2 separate regions of the Sus scrofa genome follow, and region 2 is linked to region 1. Evidence: chromatin contacts called from public HiChIP or PLAC-seq data. All regions are on one chromosome and are shown on one strand. Each heading gives the region's core, a stretch centred on a gene start, on an enhancer-like site or on the middle of the called end of the contact. The rest is flanking DNA. Distances are from core to core; before and after follow the strand shown. Region 1 has its middle 210 kb from the start of PRKCQ. Region 2 has its middle 22 kb from the start of PFKFB3.

Region 1 (6,513 bases), core at 2,933-5,432:
TTGTTTTCGTTTGTTTGTTTGTTTGTTTTTTAAGGGTCGCACCCATGGCATATGGAGGTTCCCAGACTAGGGGTTGAATTTGAGCTGCAGCTGTCGGTCTACACCACAGCCACAGCAACACAGGATCCAAGCCACATCTGTGACCTACACCACAGCTCTTGGCAATGCGTAATCCTTGACCCACTGAGCGGGGCCAGGGATTGAGCCCGCCTCCTCATGGATACTAGTCAGGTCTGTTCCTGCTGCACCACATCAGAAACTCCTATTTGGGCTATTTCTAATCTTTACTGTTACAATATTGCAGTCAACACCTGACAAGGTTTCTTTTACCCTTGGGTGAAAGTTCCTCTGGAGCTCAGCAAGGACAAGCCGTTCATGGCAATAATCCCCACCATTTACTCAGGGCTTGTGAGCCAATTGATGTACCTGCATTATTTCAGTTACAGGGTAATAAATCACCGTGTTGTATAGAATTTAGGTTTCTTACTGCATTGAGTTGATAGACGCTGCGATTATACTTTCAGCCACTAGGGGGAGACTCACGTTAAGATTATTTTACAGCTGAATTCTGGAACCACAGGTTTCAGCTACACCAAAGTTTGCTTTTAGACATGTCCAAAAAAGTAACCTGAGTATTGGATGGCGGAGACTGGACTAGAACACAATTCTGAGTCTTAAAAGAATAATCTTCGTATGATATTTGATACAGCTATCTTCTAAGATAAATTATTCTAAACCACGGATTTTTCTAAAACACTATACATTTTAAAACCAAACCACGCTTCCGACTTCTCTTTTTACAAACCAGCCTCAATGTCTAAGGGCACAGTTATCATTATGCTTTTTCTCCACTTGGATAAAACATGAACTGCATTAGCTATAACACAAGCTCAAAACAAATGGCCAAGCTGCCTTGGAAGACAGACGCTGGCTGGCCAAGCTCTAGGCAGCCCACCTGTCTGACCTGGACTCCAGGTTGAAATCATCATTCCAGCCGCAGGGTCTCCTTGGCAACAGACACCTTAGGCCCTGGTGCTGTCACTGTTCCCATCCGCTCGGTGGGGACCGTGGCAGTTTCAAGAAGTAGCTAGTTCTCCTGTGATCTCAGTCAGAGCCTGGTGCGGCCAGGAGTTGCAGTCTGCCCATCCAGAATCATAGGAAGTTCCTTTCGAAAAAAGCAAGATGAACAAAATGAGTCACCTACGAGGAGTGGTTTGGAAGATACCAGGCAAATTCCCTCTTCAACAATTCTGCCTTCCCAACCACCCCGTTTAACATTTTACTATTAAAAATCTTATTTTTTGTTGTATTTTTTAACTGAATTATCATCAACACACAACGTTGTATCCATGTGAGTTGTTGGACATAACTTGATACAGGTATCTACTGCAAAATGACCATCCCATGATGTTGGTTTACCTCCTAGATCAGAAAGATTCTGAGAGCCCAGGAGTCCCCTGGTGGAGATGCCAATCACACTGAGTAACTAACACTTAAGTAACTGGTGTAACTGGAAAACAAGAGAGCAGGCAAAGTTCTGGGTTGGGAGGGGCCGGGGGTGGGGGTGGAACAGAAACAAGAACAGCTGAGGAAAGTCTTATTGAAAAAAAGGCCAAGCAGAGACGTGGCTAATACACAGATTTGCCAGAAGGAAAAGTACTGATCTGCTCATTATTCAGGTATAAACACGGAAGATGGAATCCACTCTCAGAATTTGGCACTAAAGGGACTTTTCCATTGAACCTTTAGGTGGGAATTAGAATGAGTCCCCTAGCTCTCACCTGGCTCAGTCTTCCCCACAAAGGCACACTCTCCCTAAGGACCATAAAGATTTGGCCCTTAACCTTGGCAGAGAAAGAGTAGACATCTCTATTTGTTCGTTCTTACACCTACAACCGTGATCACAATGACCCCAAATTCTCTCTCAACTGTCAGATCTCCGGGTGCTTTTTATTAGAAAGTTTGTCTTTGCAGGTGTTTTTTCCTTGCTTTTGTAGCCTAGTAGCTTCTGTCATTGCTTCATAGGTAGTTTTATGCCTTATTCTTCACCTCGAAGATTATAAAATCATGAAGACCTTTCCCAAAAGCCTTCATATCACACGGTTGGCCTGGAAAGTGTACTCAGGAAAAAATTAATGTTTGTGTTTGATTTTAAGAACAGAGTCTTGCTTAGGCGAATCATTACTCACTCATCCATTCATTCTCTTTATTTTTATGGAAGTACAGTTGATTTATAATGTTTCAGGTGGACAGCAAAGTGATTCAGTACTATAGATATTACTTTTCCATTCTTTTTTAGATTCTTTTCCATTATAGGATATTATAAGATATGCACTAGAGTTCCCTGTCCTTGTTGTAATCTATTTTAAATATAGTTGTGTGTATCTGTTACTCCCAAATCCCTAATTTATTCCTCTTTGATAACCAGAGATTTGTTTTCTACGTCTGTGAGCCCATTTCTGTTGTGTAAATAAATTCATTTGTGTCTTTTTATTTTAGATTCCACACACAAGTGAAATCATACGATATTTGTCTTTCTCTGTCCGGCTTACTTCACTTTGTATGATAATCTCTAGGCCCACCCATGTTGCTGCAATTGACGTATTTTATTCTTTTCATGGCTGAGTAATATTCCATTGTGTGTATATATGGATGGATGAATGGATGGATACACACAGTACTCTATCCACTCATCTGTCGAATATTTAGGTTGTTTCCATGTCTTGGCTATTGTAAATAGTGCTGCTATGAACATTAGGGTGCATGCATCTTTCAGAATTAGAATGTTCTTCTTTTCCAGTTACATGCCCAGGAGCGGGACTGCTGGATCCTATGGTAGTTTTCCAAGGATACACCATACTCTTTGGCATAGTGGCTGCACCCATTTGCATTCCCACCAACCCTTTAGGGTTTAGGAGAGTTCCCTTTTCTCCACACCCTCTCCAGCATTTATTGTTTGTAGACTTCTTGATAATGACCATTCAGACTGGTGTGAAGGTGACACCTCACAGTTTTGATTTGCATTTCTCTACTAGTTAGCAATATTGAGTATCTTTTCCTGTGCCTGTTGGCCATCTGTGTGTCTTTGGAGACCTGTCTATCTAGGTCTTCTGCCCCCCTTCCTTTTTCAATGGCTGCACTGCAGCACGTGGAAGTTCCCAGGCCGAGACTTGAATCTGAGTCACAGCTGCAGCCATGACAGATACTTTAACCCACTGTGCTGGGCTGGGGATCAAACCTGCCTCTCTGCAGTGACCCGAGCCGCTGCAATCAGAGACTCTACCCACCCCACCACAGGGGGACCTCCCTTTTCCCATTTTTTGATTGGGTTGTTTTTTTTTTGCTGTTGTTGCATAAGTTATTCGTACATTTGGAGACTGAGCCCTTGGCAGTTGTATCGCTTGCAAATATTTCCTCCCGTTCCCATAGGTTGTCATTTCATTTTGTTTATGGTTTCCTTTGCTGTGCAAAAGCTTTTAGGTTTAATTAGATCCCATTTGTTTATTTTTTCTTTTGTTTCCATAACTCTAGGAGACCGATCCAAAAAAATTTGCTGTGATTCATGTGAGAGAGTGAGTGTTCTGCCTATGTTCTCCTCTAGGAGTTTTACAGGGCATTCATTCATTCTTCAAACAAGCCATTCTTGAGCACCATGTCCCAAGCACTGGAGATGCAAAAATAAACTTACATAATTCAAGCCCTTGCAGCTATAGGGTGAAATGCCAGATTGCAGAACAGTGTGCTTGCGGCAATAATAAGAGGCACACGGATAAGAGTCACCTTGAATTCTATGTGAAATACCCACAGACTACCTTCCCCGAGTTCCGTCAAGTCTTTAGCATGAGGAGAAGCACTGCTTCTGTGCCTGGCCAACATTTCATCTGAGACCCACCAGTCTCAGCTGGGGAAGATCCAGGAACTCCCGGTCCACAGACACAGGGCAGCTCCGGGGAGAAGCTGGTAGACTCAAACCCCTTGAATCCCGCTGCAAAGAAAGCATGCTCGGTACGACCCCTTCCCTCCTTTCCTCGTTTCCAAGCAGAAGGCATGGCCTCAACGGCAGCCGTCGTGTTGGGGCTGGTAGCACATTCCTTGGTGTTTGTCTGAGGACAGTGGCATTGAGGAGCCCGACTCCCACCACACTTCTGCCTCGGAGGTTTTGCCTTCTGCAAATTGCTGGAAACAAAATGTTCCAGCACAGAGGTGAGCGGTGTCTCAGGCAAGAGAGGAACCCTCGGGGATGAGTGTGTCGAAGGTGTCCCTGGCTCCCCTGCCTAGGATATTAGTGGGCAGAGCAGAGCGAACACAAGACACAAAAGCTTAGTGAAGGATTAGAGAGATGGGGGGGGAGAGGAGCGGGGAGGAGGGAAGAGAGAAGGGGGGAGCGGCCAGGGTATAATGTGCAGACACAGAGCAAAGGGCGTCCTGCCCTCAGTGGAGTGTCGCATACAACACGGAGCGCCACCTACGTGAGAAAGGGGGACCTGGGAGGAGTGGTCACGTCCACTCTTCCTTTCCTTGGCGGTTGTTGTGGTTGTTGCTGTTGTTTGGTTTGGTTTGGGGTTTTTTGTTTTTGTTTTTGGTACAAAGAGGGATTGCCAAAGTGAGAAAAAAGAACAGGAAGATAAAAACCCTGAGCCAGGATTTTATCTTTGTCTCCTTGGCTGTCACTATAGTGCTTCCCACGCATGAGGCAGAGGGAGAAAAGGAAGGAAGGAAAAGTTAAGACTTGGCATCTTTCGTAGCCTCTGTGTTCTTGCAACAACTGTACTGCAAAAATAAATAAATACATATACATATCACTGCTGTATTTATATATGTATATATTACTATTATATTACATTACATATTACTATTTTACATATATATAAAATAGTACATAAAATATATGACAGTAATTCTGGACTTGAGTCTCTAGAGGGAGGCAGAGGAACGTGAGAAAAGCTGCCTCTACTGCCACTGTTCCTGCCACCGTACCCAGGGCTGTCTTGGACTTGAGACACTTCATTCATCAGGCAAGATGAGGCATCCGAAGAATCAGTTCTTCTGCCTTGCTCTTAGTTCAAAATGTGCATCCCACCTTTAATCCGTGTAATCTCCACATGTTTAAAGAACAGATCAGAAAAGAGCTGCAGATCATAGAGCAGTGACTATCAGTCATCTGGTCGACCCTCTGGGCCACTGCTGCAACTCAGCAGGAAAATGTGCAGGAATCAGAGCCTTGGACGAGCGCGTTCGAGCTCTGCTCCCTCTACCAGTCATTGTCAGAAGCCCAGTTTTTCATCAGCAAAAGGCTAAGAGCCATCATTTCTACTGTGTCGGGTTGCTGTAAAGACTGATTAATGAAAAAACATGTTCATAAAACAACGAACTACATGGATGCAAATCTAATTATTATTATTACCCATGTGCTCAAGTCTACTTAGTCATGTCCTTAAAGCTGCCCAGGGAGAGGCCACAAGGAGGGCAGGAACTACAGGGGCCACTCTGAGCATCTAACGTGGCACCTCATACACAGCAGGCAATTCTTAAATTTCTTACACAAATGAGTAAAAACACTTATGTGTAGGAAAACCACATCGTTAACATCTAAAACAAGTCCCTTTTTTTTTCCTACTGAGAGAGAGAGAGCACTATTTGTGATTAGTCCAGGAAACAGGTCAAAGGCAGGTCTTTCCTGGGCCAGCTGGACACACGTGGTCACTGCACTTGTGTGGCACCTACCACGCCGCGGGCCCTATCTTGAATGCACTGCAATATTAACCATGTAACTTCAGACAATCTCGTTGCGGCTGGTGCGGATATTAACCACATTCCACAAATAGCTCATGAGGACCTACTACGGGTCCCAAGCCTCCTAGATTCTGAGGACACAGCCAAAACGTAGCTTCCCCAAAAGCAAAGATTCCTGGTCTTTAAGGGTGGGAGACGAGAAAGCCAGGAAATGATACACAAATAAACAAGTAGGTTACATGGCAAGCTAACGGGAGCAGCGCCGCGGATAAAAGAAAGCGATCCTGGGAGCGCGGAAGGCGCGGGGACAGCTGGGCACAGAATCAGTGCGCAAGCGGCCTCGGTCCCACCTGAGGGGCCGCCTCCGGTTCCTGCTTTTAACCTCGACACTGTTTTTTCCCTTCGTTCCGAGGAGCAGCCAGCCTTGCTCCGCATTCGAGTTCGCTTCCTCCATGGGCGGTGGAGGGCGACCCAAAGCCGGGGGATCCTCTCCTGACCTCAGCTCAGGAGCCTCCATCCGTGGCAGACGTCGGAGACTACGGATGCCTCGGTTCGGGTCACGGCTGCGTGGACTCTGAACCCGGGGCCCCTGGAACTGCCTGTCTGCTCAGGAGGAACGAAGGCTCTGCCTAGAGAAGCTGTGTTTGTAGGTTTGGGGACACAGCCAGACAAACCCGCCAGACAGGAGGGAACACATAACCCCGACGGGAAGGGCACGCCTTGCCCAAAGTCTCAACTGCTTCGACTCATCCTGGTCTCTGAGCAGAGTGGAGGCCCCGG
Region 2 (6,513 bases), core at 1,665-4,164, 230 kb after region 1:
CAGTAAATAATATCTGTGGCTTAACAACTGAGTACTGAGTGTGAGGAATCTAATTCTAGAACGGCTCACTTTCCCATATTGTCAATGTATGTGTATTTACATAAAACGTCATTTTAAAATTCATTATTCTTCAAAAGATCTAGACGTCATTAGACTCTCTTGCCTTAAAAAAGCAAAACAACCACAGGCAGCTCCATAATTTAGATCCATCTAGACTCAAGCTTCTGGTCCAGGACTCGAGCACTTCTGTGTCTTATTGCTTTAGATCAGAGGCCAGCACACAAGAGAGAAAAGGAGATAGACCGATCCAGAAACACATCAACTCACGCAAGCTCCAGAAAGAGGCACCATGAAGGAAGGGGAGGGAATTATCAAAGCAAGTTTCCATGGAAATTTCCAGGACAGGGATTCAAAGGGCATGAACTGCCAGACGGAGAGTCTGTCTCAAATGCCCAGCAGAGGGTGGAGGGGGCGCATCACGACACACAGTCACAGCACTTGACAACGGTGGCTCCAAAAGAGAAGAAAACATGTCATAGAAGATGATACCGATTCCCTCAACAGAAAGAGAGGAAGAGAACAGTGCAGCAACGCCTTCAGAATCCTGAGGGAAAATGGAATTTAACCAAGAAGTCCATACTAAGTCTGAGCATCAATTAAGTGTGATGATAGAATTCAGACTGTTCAGAGGCAAACCTTCAGAAAACACACCTTCCAAGTCTCTTTTCTCAGAAACCTACTAGAAGAGAAGCTCCACCAAAAACAGGAGATGTTCCTGCTGTGTCTCAGTGGCAACAAATCTGACCCGCATCCATGAGGACACAGGTTCGATCCCTGGCCTCGTTCAGTGGGTCAAGGATCCGGTGTTGCCCTGAGCTGGGGTATAGGTTGAAATGCATCTTGGATCCTGCGTTGCTGTGGCTGTGGTGTAGACCGGCAGCTGCAGCTCCAATTCGAGCCCTAGCCTGGGAACCTCCAAATGCTGCAGGTGTAGCCCTAAAAAGACCAAAAAAAAGGAGGAAATCAGGGAACTGAGGACAAAGGATCTAACGTGGAGGAGACAGAGCTTTCATAATCCATTGACTTCCTAGAAAATGGAAGAGTCCTGCCTTCAAACACTTAACTCTGTTCATTCTTTCAAGTTTGTTATAAACAACATTAAAAACAAATCCGTATTCGTATTTTTAGGACATTCCATATAATTTCTCAGCAGAACCAATTGTATGTGGTGATGCATTTTCATTATTACACAACTTTTCCTGGAATTAACTGAGTCAAGTTTTCCTTGGAACTGCATCAGCTCCCTTGGAGCCTTGGAACTGCGTTCCCCCCTTGGAGCCCTGCTCCGTGTGGACTGAGACCTCCAGGCCTCTGCAGGTCACGGCTACCGGACCAAGATTCCCGTCCGTGGCCTTGGGCATGACTCCCCCCGCAGGCCGGGTCTCCCATCCCTGAGCCAGTGTCCTCGTCTCCGATTTACTCCCTGTGCGGCAGCAGCATGAAGCGCGAGCGGGAAGTAAGGCGACTGCGTTCAGACAGTCCCCCTCGACGCCTGCTCAGAAGGGGACAGAGGAGGGGACGCAGCCTCAGGAGGCCGTATTTGGTTTTGATGGTTTTGTTTCATTTTTAGGGCCGCACCTGCGGCATATGGAGGTTCCCAGGCTAGGGGTTGAATGGGAGGTACAGCTGCCAGCCTACACCACAGCTCACGGCAACGCCGGATCCTTCACCCACTGAGCGAGGCCAGGGATCGAACCCACGGCCTCATGGTTCCTAGTCGATTCATTTCTGCTGCGCCACACAGGAACTCCATAGAGGCTGTGTTTGGAAACAAGGAGGCAGAGACCAGAAGCAACCAGCTGAAAGAGTGACAGGAGCTGCCGCAGGTGGCAGGGAGCAGAGGCCTGTGGCTTCCCCTGCAAGGCCCGTGGGCTCATTTATGTCACTTGAGCAGCTGCCCAGGGCAAGACTGCTGCTGGGAGAAGAGCGGGAAGGGCAAGCTCTCTGGGGGACAGAACGCGGGCAAATCCCTGCCTGAGCTCCTGCTGCCGGAACAGGAGGCGAGCGTTAGAGGGGAGAAGCAGGGCCTGGGCAGAAGGTGTCCCCAGCTTCCTCGCTTACAGAGTCTAGACGTGGCTGCAGAGAAGGGTCGAGAGACTACCATTCGGGTCACCTGAATAGCTGGGCACCATGTGGCAGCTCAGAGGAGGGTGAGATTAGAGCAGGGAGTCCAGCCGGAGGCCACGGTCTGTTACCAGCAAGAAAGGATGCAGGTCTGAGGTCAAGGCGCTCCCCCCGGTTAACACGAAAGGCAGAAAAGGAATAACATCAAAGGGTCTAGAGGAGTTTCCATCGTGGCTCAGCAGAAGGAATCTGACTAGCATCCATGAGGACACAGGTTTGATCCCTGGCCTCGCTCAGTGGGTTTAGGATCTGGCGTTGCCGTGAGCTGTGGTGTAGGTCCCAGACACTGCTTGGATCCTGCATCGCTGTGGCTGTGGTGTAGGCTGGCAGCTGCAGCTCCAATTAGACCCCTAGCCTGGGGCCCTCCATATGCCTCAGGTGCAGCCCTAAAAGGGCAAAAAAAAAAAAAAAAAAGGGAGGGGGGGTCTTGATTAGCTATCAGGCGGATACAAGGAAGGGAGGAGCCTCGGAAGGTACCAAATCAGAGGACTTGGCAGGTTCGAAGGGGGAAAGCTGAGACGCCGGGGACGTGTTTGGGATGAGAAGTGTCATCTAACTGGCAGCTGGGTACAGATCTGAAGTTCTGTAACGAGGACTGGCTGAGACAGGATGTGTCTTGGCCACAGCAGACAGAAAGCAGGGGAGTAGAGAAAACTCCTAGGAAGAGGGTGAAGGTCAGAGATAAAGGGCAGCAGTGCCAGGAGGAGGGGTCACGGGCCTCAAGAAGGGCGGGGTTAGCTGTGGCAGATGCCATCGACGTCAAGGAAGAGCACGGGATTGAGCCCAGGAGGTTGGGCACAGTGACTTTCCACAGAGCATCGGAGGAGGAAGCCAGCGGGGAGGAGGGTCGACCCTGCAGTCATTGCAACCCCGTTCCCTGGGTGTGGGTTGAACCGAAGGGCTGAACAGACTAAGAGGAGGCAGGAGAGGGGGCGGCTCTCGGAGAGCCCGGCCCGGAAGGAAGAACAGGAGGGCCCATGGGGAATAGCCGAGTGGGTTAACATTCCAGGGGTGGACGTTTCCCCCAAGGAAGACAGAGACGGGAGAAAAGCCATCAGTACAGCGAGTCTGAGAACACGGGAGAGACGAAACTAAACAGCCCTGCCCTGCAATCCAGCAATCCCACTCCCCACTCACCCAATGAATGGACACACTTATATCCACAAAAAAAAACCCACGCCTGTGCATAAATGTTCATAGCAGCTTTATTCATAGTCACCAAAACCCAGAAGTGGCCAAGCTGCCCCTCAGTAGGGAAACGGATAAAGAAACGGTTGCCTCCAGATAACAGGATAAAAAACGAGCTGTCCAGCCACAAAGGGGTACAGACGACTTGAAAATGCACGATGCTAAGTGAAGGAGGCCAGACTGAAAAGGCTGCATAATGTATGATTGCACTACGTGATCCAGAAAAGGCAAAACGGCAGAGACAGTAAACAGCAGGGGCTGCCAGGCACAGGGTGAATACGGGTGGCACAGGGCGGCTTTTAGGGCAGAGGGCAGTGAAACCGTTCTGAAGGGTAGTCTCATGTGACTACACAACATTAAGCCTTTGCCAAAGCCCGTAAAACTTCACTGCCAAAGAAGAAGCCTTGATGTACATAGGTTTTGAAAAACTCATTTAGAATGTTGCTGGATCCCAGGATGACACGTAGAATGCGGCAAATACATTGAAATGCTTCACAAACACATAAAACAGGATCCCTGAGGGCTGGGGTGGGGGATGAAGAGTCAAGCTAAGTAGCTCCGGAAAGGACTGGGGTCCACTGGGTGGATTGACAACCCCCAAAGGGCTCGTCGGGACCCTGGGACTGAGCAATGAAGCGGGTGCTGCAGTGGGAAGTTACCGTCAAGCGGGTGGGGGAGGCGAGAAAGATCGGAGCAGAGTTGGGGACATCAGCAGGACCTGGGCTTACCTTACTATACAGATGGGTCCCTTTCTACACACATGCATTTCCTTGCTCCATCAGCTGAGGCAGCCTGGACCCAATGACACGCCAACAGCAACGAGCATACCTGCCACCCAGATCTGGGTTTCTAATACCATCCTCCGGTACAAGGAGCCATGCCTGGCTCCTTGGAGAAGCGGCTGATTCTGGGCGGGGGCGGGAAAGACAGGGTGAGCCTGGGGCATCTTGTGGTTCCCGAGAGTAAGGAAGTGTGATAACACCACACCATGATGGGATGTTGAAAGCTAAAGGGATACGTGGGCCAAGGGCAGAAGCTTCCAATAGCCAGAGCTGGAGCAAGGCGAGCAACAGCACAAAATGAGACTGGATGGTAATGCAAAGCGTAAGATAAAGAGCCACGTGTTCAAACTGGTATAAATGGCTGAATCCGTAAACATGTGGGGGAAGAACTGAATTTCCAACAATTTCTGTGGCTCCTCCACCCTAAGGAGGTGGAACACAGCTCCTCCTCCTCAAGTGTGGGCTGTGCACAGCGACTCTCCTCCAAAGAGCAGAGTGTGGACAGGGAGACGAAGGCGTAACCTCCCAGGGGAGAGGCCTGGCCAACCCGACCTCTGCCAGGCCATCGGGTCAAGGTCAACAGTAACCAGCTGTGCTCTGCGTGCACACGCTTGATGCGAGGTGGCGGGAACACACTCCACTTCTGCGGTTCTGCTCGCCCGGAAAGTCCACCCCCGTCCAACCATGGGAAAGACAGCCGACCTTTCCCGGCTGAGGGATGATGACAAAACACTGAGCGGTGCTCGAAACCGTCACGGTCATCCCCCAACAAGGCAAGTCTGAGAAACAGTCAACCAAGAGGAGCCTGAGAAGACAAGACTCACTCAATGGGAAGCAGGACCCCAACTGGACTCCTAAGGCAGAAGAAGGACTTCAGCTCTCACCTAGAGAGCGCGGAATGGAGCACAATGTGTGTGAATAACGTATATTCTAAAGGTTTGAAACATGCGGCCGCATTGGTTCATCAGCCGTGGCAGAGGCACCAAGCGAATGGAGGATCAGGAAGAGGGGAGCTGGCAGTGGATGCGAGACTCTGCACTACCGTCACAGCCGTCTATACATCTGTAATAAAAGTTGCTTTTAAAAATAGGGGAGAGGAGTTCCTTGGTGGCCTAGTGGTTAAGGATCTGGTGTCGTCACTACTGCGGCTCAGGTCACTGCTGCGGGGCGGGTTTGACCTCTGGCCTGGGAGCCTCCACCTGCTACAGCCTCTGCCAAAAATAAAATTAATTAAAGACATTGGAGGGGGGTAACTCATAGAGCAGGGGGTGGAATGGGAACCCGTCCAAGGTCAGAAGGCCTCTGCCCGCCCCACACAGCTCCGCCTGCAAAGCCCCCTCGCCGTCCCAGACGGCAATGGCCCCCCTCCTTCAAGCCCCAGCACACGTCACGTCCCCTCTCCTTGATGCCTCCTCAGACCTCGCTGCACCGCACAGACCTGCTCAGACCCCGACGGCCTAAGTACTTCACACACAGCAGATTTACTGCCAGTTTATTCTGTGCCAGGTACGAGCTGGAGGCTAGGACTACAGATAAAAAGTGTCACGAACCCCAAAGAGGGGTCAAGGGACATCTCTTATGCAATCGAGGTTCACCTGGCATTGCTTTTTTGTTTTGTTTTGGTTTGGTTTTAGATATCAGCACATTTATTTGTATCATCCCTAATACTTGCAAAGAGTGCGTCTATGTCAAGGCTAGTCCTGATTGCCAGCACCTCTGGGAGTTTACTAGAGCAGACTTGCCAGCCCCACCTCAGATCAGGAGTCTACACCTGCATTTTAACAAGAGCCAAGGGATGAGCAAGCGCATCAAAATTTAAGTCCTTGTCTTGAACTGTTCTGACCACTACTTAGGAATATCTATTTGAGCTTTTTTTTTTTTTCCAGTTTGTTTTGAAGAAAATGAGATTTTAGGTTTCTGTTAAGATGGCTTTTAACTTCTATAAAATTTTCTAGAGAGCCTTTATTTCCCAAGAGATTAAGAACCACTGTATTATTATGCCAAACACCAAGACCCAATGTACTGGCAGGAAGAGCCGTGTATCAGTGACCGGGCTATGGGGGCTGCCGAAGAGAAACAGCCCCCACGCATCAATCACAGGATTGCACCTGGCATTGTTTTTGCTCTTGTCTTTTTTTTCAGGGCTGCACCTGTGGCATATGCAAGTCCCCTGGGCTAAGGGTCACCTCAGAACCACCATCACAGCAATGTGGGATTCGAGTTGCATCTGCGACTTACACCACAGCTCATGGCAACACTGGATCCCTAACTGAGCGAGGCCGGGGATCGAACCCCCATCCTCATGGGTACTAGTTGGGTTCTTAACTTGCTGAGCCACAGCAGGAACTCCTTTCTCTCT

Evidence for each region. HiChIP or PLAC-seq counts read pairs in DNA pulled down with a chosen protein or histone mark.
Region 2: a contact with region 1 is called in an H3K27ac HiChIP or PLAC-seq map of alveolar macrophages. The contact joins two enhancer-like sites. A contact is called at or near these places in 1 of 5 promoter capture datasets (fetal skeletal muscle), 31 of 47 Hi-C or Micro-C datasets (adipose tissue, alveolar macrophages, blood and 17 more) and 2 of 2 datasets of contacts at active chromatin or transcription factors (alveolar macrophages and skeletal muscle).

What each region holds. Positions count from the first base shown.
Region 1 is chr10:64,644,764-64,651,276 of Sscrofa11.1, forward strand. No RefSeq gene overlaps it. Among named protein-coding and RNA genes, the nearest start is that of PRKCQ, 210 kb to the left of the region's middle. Within about 2 kb of position 4,183, at least 6 of the 83 cell types and tissues checked have an H3K27ac peak or open chromatin away from gene starts, as enhancers often do. A contact at or near this core is called in alveolar macrophages and retroperitoneal adipose tissue, where this site is marked.
Region 2 is chr10:64,877,482-64,883,994 of Sscrofa11.1, forward strand. No RefSeq gene overlaps it. Among named protein-coding and RNA genes, the nearest start is that of PFKFB3, 22 kb to the left of the region's middle. Within about 2 kb of position 2,915, at least 3 of the 83 cell types and tissues checked have an H3K27ac peak or open chromatin away from gene starts, as enhancers often do. A contact at or near this core is called in alveolar macrophages and retroperitoneal adipose tissue, where this site is marked.